Linked DNA regions of Mus musculus: region 2 is linked to region 1. Evidence: chromatin contacts called from public HiChIP or PLAC-seq data. All regions are on one chromosome and are shown on one strand. Each heading gives the region's core, a stretch centred on a gene start, on an enhancer-like site or on the middle of the called end of the contact. The rest is flanking DNA. Distances are from core to core; before and after follow the strand shown. Region 1 overlaps Masp1 (mannan-binding lectin serine peptidase 1). Region 2 holds the start of Rtp4 (receptor transporter protein 4).

Region 1 (5,832 bases), core at 2,023-4,522:
GGTTCAAGTGTGTTGAGAGCTCCTGGCTGCTAACTTGAGCTCTGTCTTGGGAGAAGGAAAGGATGTCTCTCAAGGTGAAGTTATGAAGCCAGAAGCAGAACCCAGGTGATCATCCAGAGCCACAGAGAGCATAGGGCGGGCTCTCTCCAGGGAACGTCCCTAAGTTCTTGAGCAGACAACACAGAGCTGATTGCTGTGCTATTTCTATTTTTCCCACTTCAGTGAGGGTTTTGCCGTGTTCATTTTAGTCTTACACCACAAGGAGAACCAGACACTGGGCATTGTGAGCCAAGTAACTTTCCCCATAGGTTCAGAGATCTATGGCAAAGAGTAGCTGCACAGAAGCCCCTACTGTGAGCGAGCATCTGTACATAGACACAGTTTAGATCACAGGACCCTGAACTTTGAGCCTGATCTCACAATGCACTTAGGCAACAGGGTTTGAAATGTGTTCAGTGCTTGGAAAAGGCATGAGTGATTTTGTTCTGAGACTGTGATATATTGTACCTGCAACTGGCTCTTCTATTCCTGTATGCAGAGCCTTCTGTCTCCTGACTTTGCTGCTCCTGGACTGAGCTGGTGACTTGTGCTGACAAAAGGACATTGCATGTTTGAAGGGATATGCCTTATCTAAACTCAGACTGCACAGTTTTGTAGCTATTGATTGCTTGTCACAGCTTTAGTAAAGCTCCCGAGGTTTCTGTTAAGCCCATGTGTGCAAAATCTACGTTTAGCAAGGAGCCCTGCTAAGGCAGTTTGGAAAGGACTCCTTGGTCCATGCTCCTAGGTACCTGATGTGTTTTCTTAGCCTCCACTGCTCTCCGGTGATGTTTCAGCACCCAGACCTGTCTTCAACAAACAGTTTATTAACTCAGATTAGCCACAATACCTACTAACCCTGATGTTTACAGCTAATTGTTTTTTTTCACCCTGTGAATTCCTATCTGCCTGGGCTATATTTGGAGCAGGGTGCAGACTCTAATACTAGAACTAGAAACAAGAGTGAAATTCCTGTGAACTTAGTAAACATTAGGGAGCCTATTTGGTGTCACACTAATAGAGAATTTGCAAAGACCTGGAAATATTCTTAGGAAATTTTTAGCAAGGAAACCCCCATTGCTGTAGTCCTTAGAAGGGAGTCATGTTTCTGAGTATAGCCTGCACGCTATTCTTTTAATGTTAGTCTTTTTTTTTTTGTTTGTTTTTGTTTTTGGTTTTTTTTGTTTGTTTGGTTAGTTTTTATTCTTTGAGACAAAGTTTCTTCTCTGTGTAGCCCTGGCTGTCCTGGATCTCACTCTGTAAACCAGCCTGGCCTTGAACTTCCAAAGACTCACCTGCCTCTGCCTCCATGTACTGGGATTAAAGGTATATACCACCACTGCTCAGCATAATATGTTTGTTTGTTAATAATCAACTCTTTTTACATGTGTGATCCTACTCTGAAGTTACCACGAGAAGAAGCCTAAGGAGGCCCTTTGAAGCATCAAAGTGATGTAGGGTAGAGATGCCTCTTCTACATGAGACTTCTAGAACATCTAGTTGACACTCATCATTTAACCACCACGTGGGTATGTGAGATCATTTTGTACATTTGAACTTCAGTGAACCTCTGACTCTAAGCTAGTCCAGGGAAGGACCATTCCACTCAAATTCCTGACCACAGAATTTTGAACAGATGGAATGATGCTATTTATGAGCAGCTGGAGTGGTTTATTACACAGTGAAAGAGAACTTGTGGGGACAAGGCTGTTAAAGGAGTGTTTGGGGACAATGATAAGTCTGACATTTGGGAGTGGACATCTCGAGTATGATAATTGAATAGATTCTTGGAGTCTTAAAGTCACCCAAGTCATCTTAAAGTTATCTTTAGCCTTGTCTAGACCCTTAACCATAAAAAAATGATCACCTCTACAGAAGCATCAGAGGAAATAAGAAACTTGGAACCTTCCAAGACTGATCAGAATATTGGAGATCACATTTACAAAGTTATTCCTTGGTCTTATACCTTGGTTGCATACATACATACATACATACACTGACTATGCATAATGAGAGTACAAAGTAGAAGGAATTAGTGTCAAACTACAGTAATTCTTCTTTGCTTTTAGACTTAAAAGGAAACTTGGGCTTAAAGATTCATTGACCTAATAAGCCAGACATGAATGACAAATATTTAATGTATTTCCCTTCATAGGCCGAGTATATATGAATCCAAATGGACACAAAAGTATAATGGGACATTTGATAAGAAGGGAACCACATTCATCTGCAGGGGCCAGGCCAGTGGATGATGCTCCTGTCTTGCTACTCTAGCAAGTGGCTTCACATTCCAGTTAAAGAGCATGGGTGGAAGCAAATTAAGTGTACCAGACACCAGACAAGAACCCAAGAGAGAACGGAGTGCACTGGCACTGAGCAATCTTTAAAAGGCTCTTGAAAGCCAGCCCCGTGAAATCAAAGAGCCAGAAGATGGAAGATTTCAGTTGACTTCAGATAGCTGTGCTGGGGTGGGGTGAGGGTTTCAGTGCGTTAGTCCTGGCCTACACCATGTGATCAACAGCCAGGAATGGCTGCTCATGAAGGCAGATCTCTGTGAATTCCAGGCCAGGCGTCATATGGTGAGTTCCAGGATGAGAGAGCTACAGAGTGAGACAACATTTTCTCAACAAATTAACAGCTTTCTAAATAAAAACAAATAAATAAGACGATGACTCATCTTTATTCCTGTGCAACATTTTTAAAGCTCTGGTTTACTTGTTTTTAATCATGAGCATGGAATGAGTGCAACTCACAGAGACATCACAGTTTCAAGGGGAGAGAGGTCATATGAATTCTGCAAAGGCTACACTGCCTATGTAGGAAACCTGATAAAATTTACATGTCTTGACTTCCAACTCTGGTCAAATAACTAGATCCAGGCAATTACATCAATGCTGAGTTGAAAAAGATAGTTGAAGTGAACACTTTTTATTTCCTAGGTGGGGAAACTGAGTCTGGTTTTAAGTTATATCATAATGGCCCAGGTGTACTGCTCTCCCCAGGATAGTGGTCTTATCTTACTTTCTTTTTTTCAGCTAACCACAGTAAAACCTTTTAACGGAGCTTGACAATACCACAAGAAGGTCCTGTCTCTGTGTAAAGGGCAGACACCATAAAGAATGAGGGGGCCTGAGAAAGAGCTCCTAGGTCCTGAGAGTCTGTAGCTGCTACTGGTGCCAGGAAGGATGGGGAACTAAAGAGATCAGCATGTGCAAGGAGAGAAGAAAGGACCAGCAGGGGAGGGGCCTGGCCCAGAGCCTGGGAAATGGCATCTAGGCATCCCGCAGGTGGGAGCCAGCAGAGCCCCACATCTAAGCTAGAGGAGGCTGCAGTGGGGCAGCAAGGAGGCTTCTGGTACTGTAGCTGGGGAGGAGAACCAGGATGGATTTACAATCCCTCTAGCTTGTGAACAGGCTCAGAATCCTGCATCCCACCTCTTCCAGGATTGGGGGCTGCTTGCTCATTCATATGCAAATCCCTTTAGTGTAGGGAGTCTGGGGCCCCACAGCTCAGTGTAGGAAAATAGCTTGGGGATGGGATAAAACAAAGGATGGTTGTGTTTGATAGCACAGGCTGCAAGGCTCAAGGTAAGTCCCTGTCTGGACTGGGGGAGGCAGGGATCAACCGCGCTTTGAGTAACATCCCTAACAGTGTGCAGGAATGTATGAGCCATTGTGTTCACTGCCACAGCTCGGAACCCTATCCCAACCAATTCTGTTTATTCCCTCCAACCCTTACATAGGAATCCTTCATGGGGACTGGAAATGCAGATCCACGGGCATTGTCACTTATTCTTGCTACTTTAATTCTGCCATGTTGTGCTGTAAATCCGGAAAAGCCTATTAGCTTACAAGAGCCAACTGTCAGCTTCTCTAGAATTGTGCTCAAATTGTTAAGCAGTCACACAACCATCTTTAATTGTTAAGTTCCCCCAAAATGACAATTAAGCAAACCATATTATAAATAAATAAATTCTATGAAAACTCATCATTTCCCACTTATTTTCACATTGTTCCACCATTGTTTCTGGGGTCTTCATGTCTTTTGTATTCAAAAGGGGAATGATGTGCCAAGATCCATCTCTTTTCCCTCCCTCCCATGCCTGCTGCTTTCCTTCATTTACAAATGCACACACATATCCTTGTCCCTAGGCCTCAGATTTCCAGAATATACAATCTGGATGTTAATATTGTTCTCCAAGAGTCAGGGCAAAGGAGAATCAGGTGTAGAAGCAGCTGTCCAAGTACTCTCATCCCCCACAGCTTTGTGCAGGGGCCCTATTCCCTTGCCTTCCTCTCTGGTCTCATCCCCCCACAGCATCTTGCAGGGGCCCTATTCCCTTGCCTTCCTCCCTGGTCTTATCTGTACCTTCTTTCCATGCCCCATTTCTAACTCCTTCTTCATACACAGCACACATTTCCCTTCCTGGGTCTTTGTGCTGTCTGTTCCCTCTTCGTGGGATGCTTTCTCTCCAGGAAACACAAGACTAAGATCTTTCTTATCTTTGCTCAAATAGTCCCTTCGTAACGAGTCTTCCCTGCCTGCCATATTTCCACACTACCCCTATTCTGCCTCTATTTTGTTTCTTTGCTCATCTGCTCATTACTCAATAGGTAAAATACAGGAGTCTTGACCCAGTACCTTAAAATTGTAGCTGCACAGCATTCCCTGATTGAACACCTTTTCCCGCTTTTTCTCTTCTGCTCTAAGGAAAGTTTAAGTTCTACCTTTTCAACAGGCAGTTTCCTGTGGACACACAAGAACATGGATGTGCACCCTGTCCACCGTGCCCCAGAGAAAGCATCTATCTCACACGGGTCCATCCACCTTCGCTTGCTTTCCTGGATCAAGCCTGAGGCTCTTCCTTCTGTTTCTTCTCACCACCCAGAGCCTGTGCTGTTTGCATTTCCTGCTTAAAATAAGATCTGGTCACACTTTCTGCAGCTCATTTTCACTTCCCAGTTCTCTTCTGTTAGCAGGCATTGGTGTTTGGGGCCCAGCACCCCAGTGGGAAGAATCATGCCCAGACTACAATTATCACTCAAGAGAAACCTTCCTTCATCCATTTTTCATTTCCTTCTGAGGCTACGGCCTCCTGTCCGCTCTCAGAGAATGAGCAGAGCCACCGAAGTCGCTGGGGTCAGCACGGCCTGAAGGTCATGGGCATATTTTAAGTAAACAGAGAGCTGTAATGAAATCAGCAGTCGAGGTCAGAGAACTTCTATCTTAATTATGCAGCAGGATGCAGACTGACCTATGTGACTTAGGGAAAAAGGCACCGGACTGGGTCTCAGAGCTTCGGAAACGGTAAGGATATGGCAAAGCCAGAGAGGATATGCTTCCCTTACTGAGAAAGCTACACCCAGAAGGCACTGGTGACTTGCCCAAGGTCTTATCCTGAGCCAGTGGGTGGTCTCTAGGATAGTGTTCTTTCCTAGGCACAGCTGCCTGGAGGCTTGTGCCTTTTTCTGTCCTACCCAGGACACTGCCTGCTACTAGTGAAAACAGAGACACAATCTTGAACTCCTGGGGCTGGCAGTCTAGTAGGAATGATCTGGGATGCATATGCACCACAAACCTATCAGCTGAGCACCTCCTAGCCTTTGTACCACAGAATTCATTCCTTATTGTCTCTTAAAAGGATTGTCCTGTCAAGGTCAGGATAAAAGAGAAAGTTATTTAACAGAATCTGGACAAAACAGGAGCCCCCAAATCCCTCGATGCCATTTTATAAATTTCACTAGAATACCATAACAGGTAAACTGTTGCCTTAGAAATACACGGCCAAGAGAC
Region 2 (6,312 bases), core at 124-2,623, 110 kb after region 1:
TTAGCCTGGTCTCTTAGACAGTTCCCCAGGCAGTAGGGGAATTCCTAGCGCAGGCTGCCAGGTCGAGGTTTTACTACTGTCTCCCTAGCTCTGGCACCCTGTGCCACCCCATAACAAGTGTCCTTGGCTTCTCTCCAGGCAGTGAGGTGGATGCAGACACAGCAGGTGTTGAAATCATAGAGACCCAGGTTCGAATTTGACCTCTGCTTACTTGCCTGTAACTTTGCTACAAGGTTTGCCAGCTCTTGATGTGTGGGCTCACTTGTAAGATACCAGAGTTAGAAAGAATTTCAGTGTGACAAGAAAAGAGACTAGGACTCACATTTTAGTGTCTGAACAAGGCAAACTTACTCCTGGTCAAGAGGGTTTTCTCAGGAGTGGGAACACACCAGGACAGGAAGCCTCCATGTGGTTGGAGATGGTGTCTTTCTTCCTATTGGTTGGGGTCTGACATCACAGTTTAAAGATTAGCTAGTGTAAACCAAAGAGGCTGGTCGGAGCGCCCCCCCCCCACATATGTAGGAGAGGGCTACCATGTCTGATTTCAGTGGGAGAGGATATATCTAATCCTGCAGAGACTTGATGCACCAAGGTGGGTGGGGGAAACAGAGGTTCCTTCTCAGAAGGGGAGGGAGAATGTGGGAGGAACTCTGGGACGGGAGGAAGACCGGGAGGGGGGCAGAATTTGGGATGTAATAAAATAAATAAATTAATTAATTAAAAAAAAAGGAATAGCTGGTGTGAAAAGAACCTTTGGGAAGGAAGAAAGGAAGTCAGAATGGGGTCAGCCACTTAACTCTCTTAAGGGTCCCAGAATGTAGCAGGGCCTTTGCATAAAAGGTTTTACTAGGTGGGAAGATGTTAATATATTTGCATCCAAGGTGCAGGAGATGAAAGGAGTTGAATTATTTGCTGCAAACACAAAAAAAATACAAGTTTTTCAGTGTCTCAAAGAAAATACTCATATTTATTTTGTTGTGCTGTTTTAACACCAGGAACATTTGCAGTGCGGATTTTTTTCAGGGTCACTAGGTGATTAGGAACACAACCTCTTACAGTTCTGAGATCTCCGGGCCACCAGCATCTACTGGGGCAGGCGCCTTTTCTCAGTCACTAAGCACTCCTTTATTTCAATCCCCACACTGGTGCGTTGTTTACAGTAAAAATTATAAGAAAACAAAATGAAAAGCTTCCCACACAGGAGCCGCTAGAATGCAAACCAGAACTCCGCAGTTTCAGCACGGCCCTTTAACACAGTGGCAGCGGCGATTTGCTGCCCTAAGGTTTCTGTGCACCTTGGAAACCGAAACTTAAAGACAGACCGGGAAATGGAAACTGAAAGAACCGGGAAACTGAAACTGTTCTTTGTTTCCTCTCTCCCAGATTTGAGGAAGACAGTGAGCTGCTGAGTAACCCGGGGCCTCAGCTTCCACACCTCTGAGAATGCTGTTCCCCGATGACTTCAGTACTTGGGAGCAGACATTTCAAGAACTGATGCAGGAGGAGAAGCCCGGGGCCAAGTGGAGCCTGCATTTGGATAAGAACATTGTACCAGATGGTGCAGCCCTGGGATGGAGGCAGCACCAGCAGACAGTGCTTGGCAGGTGAGTGGAGTCTGGGCAGCTGGTCCCCTTAAAGACCCCACTACGTGCAGAGGCTTAACTGTGCTGATGCAGCCTCTAATACTTGTTAGAAAGAACAGGTGTGGCTAACTAGATTTTCCCAGTCTTTTGTGATCACTAGGCTAAGATGGTTAGGGTCGCTTGTACTCCATGTCCCCATGCTGGTTTTCTTTCTTTCTTTCTTTCTTTCTTTCTTTCTTTCTTTCTTTCTTTCTTTCTTTCTTTCTTTCTTTCTTTCTTTCTTTCTTTCTTTCTTTCTTTCTTTCTTTCTTTCTTTCTTTCTCTCTATCTCTCTCTCTCTCTTTCTTTCCTTCCCCCTTCCCCCCCCCCTCTCTCTCTCTCTCTCTCTTTCTTTTTCTGAGACAGGTTTCTCTGTGTGGCCCTGCCTGTCCTGAAACTCACTCTGTGGACCAGGCTGTCGAACTCAGAGATCCACCAGCCTCTGCCTCCTGAGGACTGAGAGTAAAGGCGTGCTCCATCTTGTTTAACTTAAAAACTGCTTGCCCTGCCAGGTCTCCTTACAAAAGCATTTCAGGAGTCCTTGAAGAATGACTCCAAGTTCCTACAAAGTCTTCCCTCCTGCTCTCTGTTGCTGGATCCCCAGCCAAAAAAAGACGTGGCATTGTATCCAGCTGCTCAGCCCTCTTATCAAGAGAAAACATAATAAAACTCTTAAAATGGAAAAATGGATTTATCTACAATTTGGGGATGCCACTGTTCATAGTCTGTCTCTGCCTCCCATCTAACAGTGTTATAATTCATGGAAAGGATGAGACAAGATCTGCATGTTATCAGAAATGTTGGCATACTTGACTGTAATTGCAGATGATACCAGGGAAAGCAGGTTCCTTCTTTGGGTCCTTAATCTCCTCGCTAAAAGGATTTTAGAATGGGGACTCAGATGGAAGTTTGAGGGCAGTTTATTAGAGTTTAAAAGAAAAGCCCCAGAGTGGGCAATACCCTAGGATTTCAGTTTCTGTGGAGCTGTGTGGTGCTAGACAGCCACACAGCAGAGACAGGACGAGTAGAGAAGGCGGGTGTCATGGAGGAAAACATGCTTAGAGCAGAGGTTACGCTTTTTCTGAGCGTTTGGTTTCAGACTCAGGGATGTGGGACTGAGGTGCGCGAAAACAGACCTGGCCTCCAGGTTCTCCCAGCATCCCTCAGTCCCTACCTGGCATACCTAGCTCCTAACCCTGAACTTTCTATCGCAGGGGCTGGGCTCCCTTCCTCCAGAGGCTCCTCCCAATATAATCCAGACATTTTGGTCTCTCCTCCTCTTCCTCCTCCTCCTCCTCCTCTTCTTCCTCCCTTCTTCCCCCTCCTTCCCTCCCTCCATCACCTTCCCTCCTCTCTCCCACCCCCCTCTCTGCTGACACACCCTTTCTCTTCCCCCTCCCCTCTCCCCATGCCAACTTTCCTAACCTTGGTCCTTGGGGCCAGTGAACTTGCCCAAGAGCAGCTTCGCAATAAACCTGCCTTTAATATAATCTAATCTGGCTTGAATTGGCTCATTTCATGGGCAGAGAAGTAACCTGATGAAAAGTCATCAGACTTCTAGAGCCAGGCAAAGAGAGTTGCCATGCTGGGTCACATAAGAGCCTGCAATAAGGAGCAGGAGTCCTGGGAAGGAAAAGTACAAAATGGTTTAAAGGGAATTTCACCTATCTTTCTAGCATTGCTTAAGGCAAACGTCTTTGGAGGGGCTGTCCCTCCTTCCTGAGGGGTGGTCAATTGGTCAGGTGCATAGCCAGTCCAATTAGAAAGTTAAAAATCCACCCAGGCAATAAATTCTATTCTCTTGACCCAAAGGAGTTTGGCCTTAATGGGCTTTTAGTGCTATTTTAAGGCTTAGATTTAGTTGTGGGATCTTTGAGATTTGACATTCTCAGGAGATACGAACTTATGACTCAGGGGCCAGAGCTTCTACAGAAGGCCTTTCCCACTCCCAGCGTATGTCCTGTAGGGAACTAGAATTGAAGAACAAAAAAAAAAAAAAAAAAAAAAAAAAAAAAAGAAGAAGAAGAAGAAAAATTGAATTTCAAGGGAGTCCTTCCAGGCTATTCCTGACTAGCCCCATCCAGGCTGCAGCAACTCTCCTGGCCTGAGCCCTGCTCAGCACTAGTTCCTAAAAATTGACTAAGATCAGGCAGCCACTTTACAGAAAGCTTGTGAATAAAAAGGAGAAGGCTAAAACCCAGGTCCTGGAGTGTCTGAGCAGTAGCCCTTTCCTATTGGCTACCTCTTCTGTAGTCTTAAACCACCTTCAGGTGACCTCCCCTTGTCAGGAGTTTAAAGATGGCTAGCCTGGGAAGTTAAACCCTCGTTTTCCAGAACCCTAGTGACTTTTCTAGGGCTCCTAGAACCCTCAGTTCATTTTTCCCTTTTCAAGGGTACCTGCCCACCCTTGCCCTACCTCAAACTGTGTTTTATCCCTTATGAAGCCTCAGCCATAAGTTTTTCCCATGTTAGTCATGTTGCTCATTAGAGGTGATGTTATGTAGTAGGTCTTTTCCTATCAAAGAGGCAGACTCAGTAACAGGAAAATATCTAAAAGAGATTGCCTCTTGCTCCTGTTTATCTGTGACCATGTCACTCAAAACCATGTGAAGTTCTCTACACTGAAGGGGATTCTTAAATCCCTTAGCTGACCATTTCCTGTCAGGTCTGCGGCCAGCCAAGGACACAGAGGATTTCTTTCTTCTGTCTATAGGTTCCAGTGTTCCAGATGCTGCAGAAGTTGGACCTCTGCTCAGGTGATGATCTTGTGCCACATGTACCCGGACACTTTGAAATCGCAGGGCCAGGCACGCATGAGGATCTTTGGTCAGAAGTGCCAGAAGTGTTTTGGATGTCAATTTGAGACTCCCAAGTTCTCCACAGAGATCATCAAAAGAATTCTGAATAACCTAGTTAATTATATTCTGCAGAGATACTATGGACACAGGAAGATAGCATTGACCTCGAATGCATCTTTGGGTGAGAAGGTGACTTTGGATGGGCCCCACGACACACGCAATTGTGAGGCATGCAGTCTAAACTCTCATGGAAGATGTGCCCTTGCACACAAAGTAAAACCACCCAGATCTCCATCTCCATTACCAAAGAGTTCCTCCCCATCAAAGAGCTGCCCTCCTCCGCCTCAGACCCGGAATACGGATTTTGGGAATAAAACTTTTCAGGATTTTGGGAATAGAACTTTTCAGGGATGCAGAGAGCCCCCCCAACGTGAAATAGAGCCACCACTATTTCTGTTTTTGTCTATTGCTGCATTTGCCCTTTTTAGTCTTTTCACTAGATAATAGGTTTATCGTCTTGTTTTAATACCTTGGTGATCAATGAAATAGATGTCATTTCAATAGGACAGTGAATTCATATAGAATCAAGTAAGGTCGAGTATATAAAATAAATCTGCTTTCCTGGACATGCTCTGAAAATAGCCTAAACCATGGCCCACACATAATGGACCCAATAACAGATTTGTATTGAGTTGCTGAACTGTCTGCACTAGCTTGCTCACGTATTGTTCTCAAGCTATGTTGATTAAATAAATCTTGATTATAACTAACAGTCACCTGTGCTATGAGATACAAAGCGGCGGCCGGAGTAAGGGAATACCTGCAGGGCCCCTGCCAAGGTGCCCCCTGAGAAATCATGCCACGTAACAGACCTGGTGTAAGGGAGTTTATTAGTGAGGGAAGCAGGGACCTAGAGAAGTGGGGAGCAGAGCTATGAGGACAGAGAACGGGGGACAGAGAAGGACAGAGAGAGGGGCTGGCCAGGAACACGAGGGAACAGAGAGAGAAAGAGGAAGGAGGAGGGGGGCTGGGGAGTAGGCTGCCCCTGCACCACCTGGCTCGAACCCAGTGGGCAGCAGGTGATGACATAAGCCTAGGTCCCTGGGAGAAGCCTAGTGGAATCTTCTGTTAACCAACAATGAGTATTATTGTAAATTTACTGTGGCAGACTGGGTGATGCTCCCCCCCCACACACACCAAAAATGCCCTTCCCCATAGCCTCTAGAATTTGTGAATAAACTCTATTTGTTGGAAGAATGGACTTCGTAGACATGATTAATTATGAGATTTTGAGGTAAATTGTCTTGCTTTATCGAAATGAATGATAACAGAAGGTCCTGTTTTGTTTTGTCTTTTCCATCAGGGTCCAACAAAAGCTCGTTGTTGAAGGTGTGGTCTTAGGGTGGTGGTGCCCTGGGAGGTAGCAAAAAGGTTAGGATATGGGCTTAAGGGGGCATGGATCATTAGGGCAGGTTCTTGTCAGCACATTGAGGCCCTCACCCATTCATTCCCCTCTCTTACTTCTCAGTCACAATTAGGTGAGTATCCTCTTTCTCCCTCTACAGTCAAGTCGCCACATTCATGCCTGCCACATGGTGCCAAAATATTCCCAGATATTTTGTTAGAACAAGGAAAATCCAAGGAATACATCTCATCAGAGGAGGCAACAGGGCCAACAGCAGGAGAGGAGGTCTGAGGATGGGAGCACAGACTGGAGCCAAGGGTTTCAAAAATGAAGGAAAAGCTCACCAACTGTTAGAAGTTAGCGTCTGAAAGCTCAAGCAGCAGAAATGGGCTCTTCCTTGCAGCCCTCCATCACATGACTTTATAGTTTCATTAGATTTAATATATTTTTAGAGTGTGTGTATGTGTGTTTATGTATGTATGTGTAT

Evidence for each region. HiChIP or PLAC-seq counts read pairs in DNA pulled down with a chosen protein or histone mark.
Region 2: an H3K4me3 HiChIP or PLAC-seq map of the SCID.adh cell line shows a contact between it and region 1, with 11 read pairs. The contact joins the promoter of Rtp4 here to the enhancer-like site in region 1. A contact is called at or near these places in 2 of 39 promoter capture datasets (both in liver), 1 of 484 Hi-C or Micro-C datasets (liver), 2 of 115 datasets of contacts at active chromatin or transcription factors (the SCID.adh cell line and bone marrow-derived macrophages) and 3 of 9 other capture datasets (adipose tissue, liver and pancreatic islet).

Annotation. Positions count from the first base shown.
Region 1 is chr16:23,501,074-23,506,905 of GRCm38.p6, forward strand. The region is part of intron 2 of Masp1 (mannan-binding lectin serine peptidase 1); the gene reads right to left. Among named protein-coding and RNA genes, the nearest start is that of Masp1, 17 kb to the right of the region's middle. RefSeq lists an enhancer at 1,735-5,832. Within about 2 kb of position 3,273, at least 32 of the 459 cell types and tissues checked have an H3K27ac peak or open chromatin away from gene starts, as enhancers often do. A contact at or near this core is called in the SCID.adh cell line, where this site is marked.
Region 2 is chr16:23,608,546-23,614,857 of GRCm38.p6, forward strand. It overlaps Rtp4 (receptor transporter protein 4), which reads left to right and starts at 1,374. Exons shown (of 2, transcript NM_023386.5): 1 at 1,374-1,604; 2 at 4,336-5,677. The coding sequence starts at 1,444. The coding sequence ends at 4,924.